Linked DNA regions of Mus musculus: region 2 is linked to region 1. A link is a contact called in public Hi-C data. All regions are on one chromosome and are shown on one strand. The core of a region is the stretch at or near the end of the contact, and the rest is flanking DNA. Distances in the headings are between cores, read along the strand shown. Region 1 has its middle 100 kb from the start of Etaa1. Region 2 has its middle 140 kb from the start of Gm12022.

Region 1 (3,975 bases), core at 1,346-3,845:
TCCCTTCTGATATCCATTTCCTGAGTTTGAAAACAACAGGCCATTTCTTTAGTTGTTTTAAAGAAGAGAACTGCTGTGTTATTTATATTGAAAAAGAGAGATTACATTAAAGTCTGACACAAATTGACATAAGCCAGAGGATTCAAACTGAACACTAGCCTTCTCTCCTGAACTCTAGCATTTCAAAGCATATTAGAAAAAAAAAAAGTTTTAACAAAAGGACTATGCTCCAGTCAATCAAATTACATCTTTAAAAGGTAGCATGGTAGCTCGCGAGGACTGTGAAAACCATATCTATCACTATATGCTTGTATTTCAGGGCATGCAAAATCAAAACAGCAGATGGCATTGAACTAAGGACCAGGAGGAAAGGTTGCTGGAAAACCCAGCATAGAGCTACCTAGTGTTTGCAAAACTAGCTAAGAGGAAACACACACAAAGCTGACAAGGGTTCTGTCTGCACTGTCCTGTCCACAGACATCTTTAGACTACAAAGAAGTAAAGGTGGGACAAACGGGGTGCTCATCCCCTGTGCTGACTCTAGTGACTGTTGGACACAATACAAGTGCCCGTTTCTGAAAAGCATTCCCAGCAGTTTGTCTCTTCCAGTGCTGCCACCCATTGCCTGATCTGCCAGCTGCTTGACTTTTAATCTACATCGTTTGTGCAGGGCCCCCTGTGTGGATTCTTCCTCTTCAATCTCCTTCTCGTGCTTCTCTCCTGCACCTCAGCCAAGGACCCCAGCCTCAACCAGAGCTGAAAAACACAAGTTCCTAGCTGGAATCCTGTCAAATCTGCGGATTTCAGAGAACACTGAAGGGTTGCTTGCTGAGGAATCAGTGAACCCAGTTGCTCCAAGTGAGAAATGACTTCAAATGATGTGACACTTAAACATGCATCATGCTATATATATTTGGACCTCCTTCCTATCTGGAACCCTGAGAGTTCCACAGTATCTTTCTTAGAAAATGAAATTCCAAGAATGCAATGAGGTCTGGGGATTCTCTGAGAAAAATGTAATGATACTTACAGAGTGTGTGACTGCCAAAGGATTGTCTTCATGTTTGCTGCTTTTTCGAATCATCTCTCATCCACCTAGTCTCAACTGCTTGTTTGTTAGGTTGTTTGTTTGTTTGTTTTGGTGTGTGATATTTCTTTTAGTTATTTGCAAATTTTTTTAATAATAAAGTTTATCTAAGAATCAACTGATTATTCTTTTTTAAGTTGCCTAAATCAAATCTTTGTGGAGCAATGAACTTAGTTTTCTGTAGATTCATGAAAATACATTGATATTTGGTATAATTTTACCAAACAACATGACAGACAGACACAGGTTTTGAAATAAGCTGCAGGTGCCATTAGGTCTCTATGCTCACTGAAGCCTCCTGGAGAGGAGCCAGTGGCATTCACCATGGGGTAGGTTTTGGACACAGGGAGCAAGGGTACCTTCTGGTCAGGTGAGTCCGCTTTGGAAGAGCTGTGACGTGGGTGTTGCTCAAGAAAGCTTCTGGTCAGGCTGTGTGTGGGCATGCTGCATGTTCATACCATAAATCTCAGTACTAGGGAGGCAGAGGCAGAGGCAGGTGGATCTCTGTGAAATGGAGACCATCCTTGTCTGGAGAGTAAGTTCTTGGCCAGACTGGGCTATATATAGTGAGAAACTGTCTCAAAAAGAGAAGAAAGAAGAAAGCAGGCAGGCAGGAAGCAGGCAATGGCAGAAAGGCAGAAAGAAAGGAGGCAGAAGAGTATTTTGGTGCCAAATTACAGATTTTGGATGTGATAATTGGTCTGGGAACTCAGAAAACAGATGATGAGCACAAACTAGTGACTTGATGACCAAACATTGGATCGATATTCAAAAGCAGCCAAGAATCACAGACCACGCAACCATCACACTAACCGAATTAGAACATATGCTATGTACCCCAGCTGAATATCAGCTCTGCTCCAGGACACTGGACACTCCAGGCAGGCCTTATTCATTTGCAAATGAGCAGGTTGATCAAGCAGAACTCCATGGGCCTAACTCTGAAATATTTTATTGACCTAAATGCAACCCTAATTAATGGTCTCCTATGGGGTTCACCAATTTTCTGATTCTGTTCTTTCTTCTCTCTTTTGATAGGTGTCATCTCAGAATTGCCACTGAGACACACACTCTCATGGGCAATAAGACAATGGCAAGAGAGACATACACAATAAAGTACAAGAAAATGTAAGTACACAATGTCTATTATGTATTTCACAGCTGCTGCATTGCAAGCAGATTTACTCATGCCTATAACCACATACCTACATCCATCTTTCTGCCTGATTCCCCAGGGCTCTGATTCAACAGGTTTTGTTTATTTTTTTACCCTGAAATGATGCTCATTTTTCTGCCATGCTTACTTACACAGATTGGAGCATGTTTTCCACATGCAGCTTCTTGCTTGCCAGTAAGCCCAGCTCCATCCCAGGAGACAGTCATGTTCGGCCTTTCACATCTCCCTATCTGTCCTGCAGGATCTTTTCTAGCAGCTACAATTTGAAAATCTTCCTCACTTACAGGAAACATTTACTTTAAAAAAAAAATCTTTTCTGCCTCTTTCCCACACATCCTAAAAGTGTTTGCCATAGGGCAGACAGAAAACCCCTTTCAGCTTGCCTCTGTCAGACAGACCACAAACAGACAAGGCCAATGGGAATCCGATGCAGTCTGACCGGATGAGAGGGGATGTTTTACTTTGAACTCTGTCTAAAAGGAGACAGGAAATACTTGCTCAAAAAAAAAAAAAAAAAAAAAGGAGGGACGTGGAAAAGCCTATGGACTATTTTACTATGGTCATCCAAGCCCTGTGTCCCAAGACCGAGCCCATAGAAAATTAGATTGCTGTTATACACTGAAAAGAGAAACCTGGAGTAGAATTGCTGATACAAACTGTCAACATCATACAACTTTGTTCCTGTAGACTCTCCTTACAGCAGTGTACATCTAGCTAGGGTAAACCCCTAAAACATTAAAAAAAAAAATGTCTTGGCCCTTAGACAGAGTCTTCAATTTTCCCTTAATTTTAACAAATGTATTTTTTTGTCTCGTGTGCATATTTTCCCTGTTTATGTGGCTGTTTAGTATGTGTGTGCCTGGTCCCACGGAGATCAAGAGAGGTCATTCAGGTTCCTTAGAACTAGAGTTACAGAGGTTGTGAGCCAGCACGTGGGTGATGGGAATCAGACTCAGGCCCTTTGAAGGGATAGCGAGTGTGCTTAACAGCTGAGCCGTTCTTCAGTCCCTTTTCTCGCTTAATTTTAATAAAGAGGCCCACTGGAGAGCATCAAGGAGACGTGAACCTTCCTAAAGCAAGCATGCATGCTGGAGAGTGGATGCTTGTGCTTAGAACAGGAAGAGTTCCTCGGCCCCAGGTGAGTTTATCGTGCAAATAAAGCCCACCGTTGGGGGGCATTGTGCAGGTACAACTTTGGGTACTGTCATGACACTAATTAATAAAGCCATAACTGCTTTATTACTTTATTAGAACCAAAAAAGATCTCCCAAAGATCACGTTCTCGGTTTAGTCAATACAGAAATTAGATCAAATGTGAACTGGAAATTAAAGCTTAAGCAGTCTCCTGGAGGTTAAAGAGACGGGGAATAAAAGCCGTAAAGTGAGCAGGTTAGAAAGACACACTAGAGGTCGCTGTTGCTGCTCGAGCTGAAGGTGTGTTCACTCGCATGCATGCATGTGTAAATGCAAATATATACATATATCATAAGAATTGTTTTGGGAGATTGTATGAATGTTTGAAAATTTTTGGAAAGATCAAGTACCTTTGTTAAATCCAAAAAAAAATCCATTAAAGTATGATTTTTTTTTTGACTTTTGATTTTTTTCCCCCTTTGGGGTATGTGGATAGTTGAAAATTGAAAAGGAGATTTTTTAAAAGAAACTTTTATTTTATTTTAAAAATTCATCCAATAACTAGTCACGTAGTAAA
Region 2 (4,226 bases), core at 568-3,067, 500 kb after region 1:
TCTTTATTAATTAAGCTATGACATCATAAGATCAAAGAAGGTAGAATTGAAGAGGATCTGCCGCAGGGGTTCATCTTGGCCCATCACCCCCATCCATCCAGATGGGGTTACTTTTATCGTATTTACTCATTCTCTATCCACTTGAGCAGGAAATAGATCAAATATGTTTTTTTTCCTCATAGTCCATCTAGTGTTATCACAAAAGGCCCCAAAGTAATTGGCAATACCTCTCTTGAACCTGAGTGATGAATACTTACTCTGTGGCCTTTCTGCTATAAATATAGGACTCGTCCCAGGTGGCATGCTTGTATTATTGGACAGACTTTAATCTTAGAATTATACAGGCCCACATTTTTCCATTGCCAAACACTATTTGCAGTTCTGTCCCAGATGTAACAACCTAATCAAAATAGAATTTCATAGAGCACTACACAGAGGATTGGCTTCTGGGGACTGTGCAACAGGTAGCTGTATGTTTATTGCCTTCTTTTATGAAACTTATACAATGCAATTGCAAAGTGCACAATGAATACTGGGACTTGACTCATAAGTAATGAATTGTAAATAATAAGGTTTAGCATCAGCCAGAAACATTTTCACATACTCAAATGCCAGCGTTCTCACCCACATCTCCACGGACTTTAAATCAACACAGAGCGTTCCCACCTTTCCACAGCGTCCTTCTCAATGACGCAGACTGCCAACTGACCTGCAGCCCTGACAACGAGTGCATCCTTGCTTAGAGTGGAAGAGAGAAACCTTTCATGTACAATAAAGAGAGGTTTTAGGCTTTATTTTTTGTTTTGTTTTGTTTTTGTTTGTTTTTTCAGAGGTCTTTTTCAGAGATGCAGAGATGGTTCAAGGATAAAATAGCCATTTAGAAATGTCAAAGGAGCAAATTTCTGAGCTGAAATCATTTTGGAAAAGGATTTGCTTATAAAACACACTGGAAATATGTTGTCAAAACAATGTTATTTGGAAGTTCAAGAAAAGCATGTCCTTAGATCTCTGTCCCAAGTGCTGGTGACATGACAGCACCTTTGAGCCTTGCTTCTTCTGAGCCTCGTCTTCAAGGTCAAGCTGTCATTTCCACCATCTGCCTGCATTCAATCTGTCCTTTCTATGGCATTTTGAGAAATTAAGTTAAATTCCATAAACACAGAAATCTTAAGTCGCAAAGATATAAGTAGATGGAAAACTGCCAACCTTCTTCTCAGCATCGGCAGCAAATCAGCTCTGTTTTATAAATGTGGAAACTAAAGTTGAGAAATGTTACAAAATCTGATGCACTACTGATTGCACAAAGTAAGACAAAGTCAATAGTCAAAATCTGCTACTGCTCACTAAACGCATCTCCCCTTAAACAGCATGGAAGAGCCATGACATTCAAATTTGCTTAAATATGTGTGCAGCATGAAAGTGTGGCACACCCTTTCAAGAAAAGCACCCTTCCTCACTCCCCACACACCTGGCTACCTCTACCAGATTCATGTTTCTATAAACTGTTATACTACTTGTAACACTGGGATATAACAATTATTTAATTGAATTTTTGTAGCAGATGGTGTAAGTTTATAAATTGCCTCAATTAATGAATAAATAAAAACAAACTGTTGCTCTCATTAGTGTCCCTAAAATATGTAAATGACACACATTTATTTTCATGGCTCACAGATGGAGATGTTGAGGCCCATGGAGGCTTGGTTTGCTTTTGGGCAGGTAGACAGATATTCAATCCCAGAAGAGCTAACAGACTGGCGGTGACTCATTCTTTCTTTTTTATCCAGAACAAAGCTTAAGAGAGTCTGTTTAGAGTGCTTTCTTCCTGTCTCCTTATCTAGTGTTCTGTAATCTAATTTGGCCTTGGCATAGAACAAGTTGAACCAGCAATGAGAGCTTGGATCACAGTCAAGTCTCTGTGCTTCCCTTTCTGAAAAGTCTCACATCCCGAGGCCAGAGAGAAAGCAACAACGACAGAAAGGTGGAGTCCTCTCCCCTGAAAGTACAAGGAAGAACCTGGGTGTCCTCTGTTCAATCTAGGAAAAGGAAGTGGATGGCTATGTTCTTGGAGGTGTGGCACTTCTAAGAATCCTAACATCTGGAACAGAGGTACCTCTGTCCAAAAGAAGCTCTGAGAAGATGCCACAGCTATTCTTGTCCCAGAAGCCTCCACGGTGGTGCTGGTGTAGGGCCAGATGTTCCAGAACTTTTCATGAGGTAGCGTCACACTTGCGGCATTTCACTGGTAGCGAGTGCCACATTAAAATGCCATTTTAGGCAATTAATATTTTATTTATAAACACTTATAAATATTTATCACAAATGGCTGTTTAAATAGTAGCTTGTGAGAAAACAAATCTATTACATTTGTATTAAAAATTCCTTGGATGCTTAATTAAGGGAATATTTAGACAGACCATGAAAATTTTATACCAACTCCTTGAGAAGTCAGGGACAAACCTAGTTAGACTCTCTCATGAAACTGAGGGAATAAATTTGATAAGATGCCACACAAAATGGGGGCATCCAACTTGAGATCCCACGTCAAAATCTTTTCTTTAAACATTGTAAGTAAGATGGACTCATTCTAAATAAATGTCCTGACCTTACCCACAATCAAACTATGTCTCCTCCTTAAAGGTATCTGACTAAGCGTCGCAGCTTCTTCAGCTGTTTTCATCAGATCGCAAACACAATCGGCAGTCCAATTTTTCAACCAGGAAGAAAAATAGTTATTGCCCACATTGATCTGCTGTAGAGCAGAGTGTCTCACCTTATTCTCTTCTTAAAACATAATCGAAGCATTCTATTTTGAGGTCAACAATTTAACAAAGCACAGATATCTTTGTATACATTTAGCACTAAGAGAACATAAGATAGACTAAGTTCTTTTTACTGGCTATATGAGATTTCAATATTTTGAGAATTAGTGTAATTGTAAATGTGTATTTCCTCTCAGTGGCTGTAGTGTTTGTGTGCTTCGTCCTCTGGATTTGCATGTTGATACTACATAGCACTCTATTAGCTTTCATGCATTTGAAGGGTCAAAAAAACAGTGACCGACTTGAAAAGAGACTTGCAATCCCATCACAAGGTTCCAAGACTTGTTCTTTAGAACATCCTGTGGTCATCACAATGTGTTTCTCAATTATGATTAATTGAACTTGGTTTTTGTAGCAGACAAGTTCACTCTCCTATAGCACTAAGCAGTTTGAAATAGTACTAAGAGCATCAATGTCATCTTGGGAATTCTAAGGCCACCTGGCCCCTTTAGCTGCTTTTAATGATATGAAATATATATTTGAAAACTAGGATTATTATTCACAGTGGAGGACATCATATAAGAAAGATAAATTGAAATTTTTACCTAGCCAAGTTAAAACAGTGGTGTCTAAGCGTTGTGCAATCAAAAGTCCAGGAAGACTGATTCAGCTCTGAAGATAGCCAAAGAAATCTTTTGAATGAGTTTCAGAAGAAAATCAGACACACTAGAATCCCAACTTTTTCCGGGACTCCATTCCCAACTCTGCATCAATGTCAAAGTGAATAGCCTTGCCTAGCCTTCAAATGTGAACCACATTTTTGTGAAGCCTTCGTCATAAGGTAATAAACAAGTATTCATTATGATACGGAGAGGAAGAACGTCTGTCTGTATATGATAGCGGTGACCCACAAGGAATCTGCTTACAAGTGCAAATTTGAATCATTTGTCTCATTTTCTTTCATTCAAATGTGTGTGTGTGTCCATCCATCACAATTCAGTATTATTGCTATATTTTACTCAAAAAACAAATTGTCATTATTCTCCAAGGCAGGAGCCCTACCAAGCCATTCCAAAAGCATCTCTCAATCATTCCATGAAATGGGATATTCAGTTTGTGTTTTGATTAGGAGGAAGGACAGGGGTCTATCTTTTGTGTTTGTTTGTTGTTTGCTTTTTTTATTCCAGAAATAGTGGCTATTTTTATAACTCAACTTTTTTATTTTTCCTTGAATCACATCCGGGAAGCAATGCTTGTAACTATACTAGTGTGTCCCCTAGCTTCTATTTATTACATCTTAAGGTTTAAATATCAACTCTGACAAACAAAAGAAAAGCAAATGTCCCTAAATTACCTGAAGGGCTGAGCATCAAGCCCGAATTATTATTGTTTATGTCTCAGCTTTAGCAGTTCCCGTGTCTCCATGGTCTGCTGTGTGCCGGCCTGGCAATGATGGATGGCCAT

The links. A called contact is a pair of places that touch in the nucleus more often than the background predicts.
Region 2: a contact with region 1 is called in a Hi-C map of the N1E-115 cell line, with 2.1 times the contacts expected there. The contact joins two enhancer-like sites. A contact is called at or near these places in 1 of 484 Hi-C or Micro-C datasets (the N1E-115 cell line) and 1 of 9 other capture datasets (embryonic stem cells).

What each region holds. Positions count from the first base shown.
Region 1 is chr11:17,848,911-17,852,885 of GRCm38.p6, forward strand. No RefSeq gene overlaps it. Among named protein-coding and RNA genes, the nearest start is that of Etaa1, 100 kb to the right of the region's middle. Within about 2 kb of position 2,596, at least 5 of the 459 cell types and tissues checked have an H3K27ac peak or open chromatin away from gene starts, as enhancers often do. A contact at or near this core is called in the N1E-115 cell line, where this site is marked.
Region 2 is chr11:18,353,189-18,357,414 of GRCm38.p6, forward strand. No RefSeq gene overlaps it. Among named protein-coding and RNA genes, the nearest start is that of Gm12022, 140 kb to the right of the region's middle. Within about 2 kb of position 1,818, at least 2 of the 459 cell types and tissues checked have an H3K27ac peak or open chromatin away from gene starts, as enhancers often do. A contact at or near this core is called in the N1E-115 cell line, where this site is marked.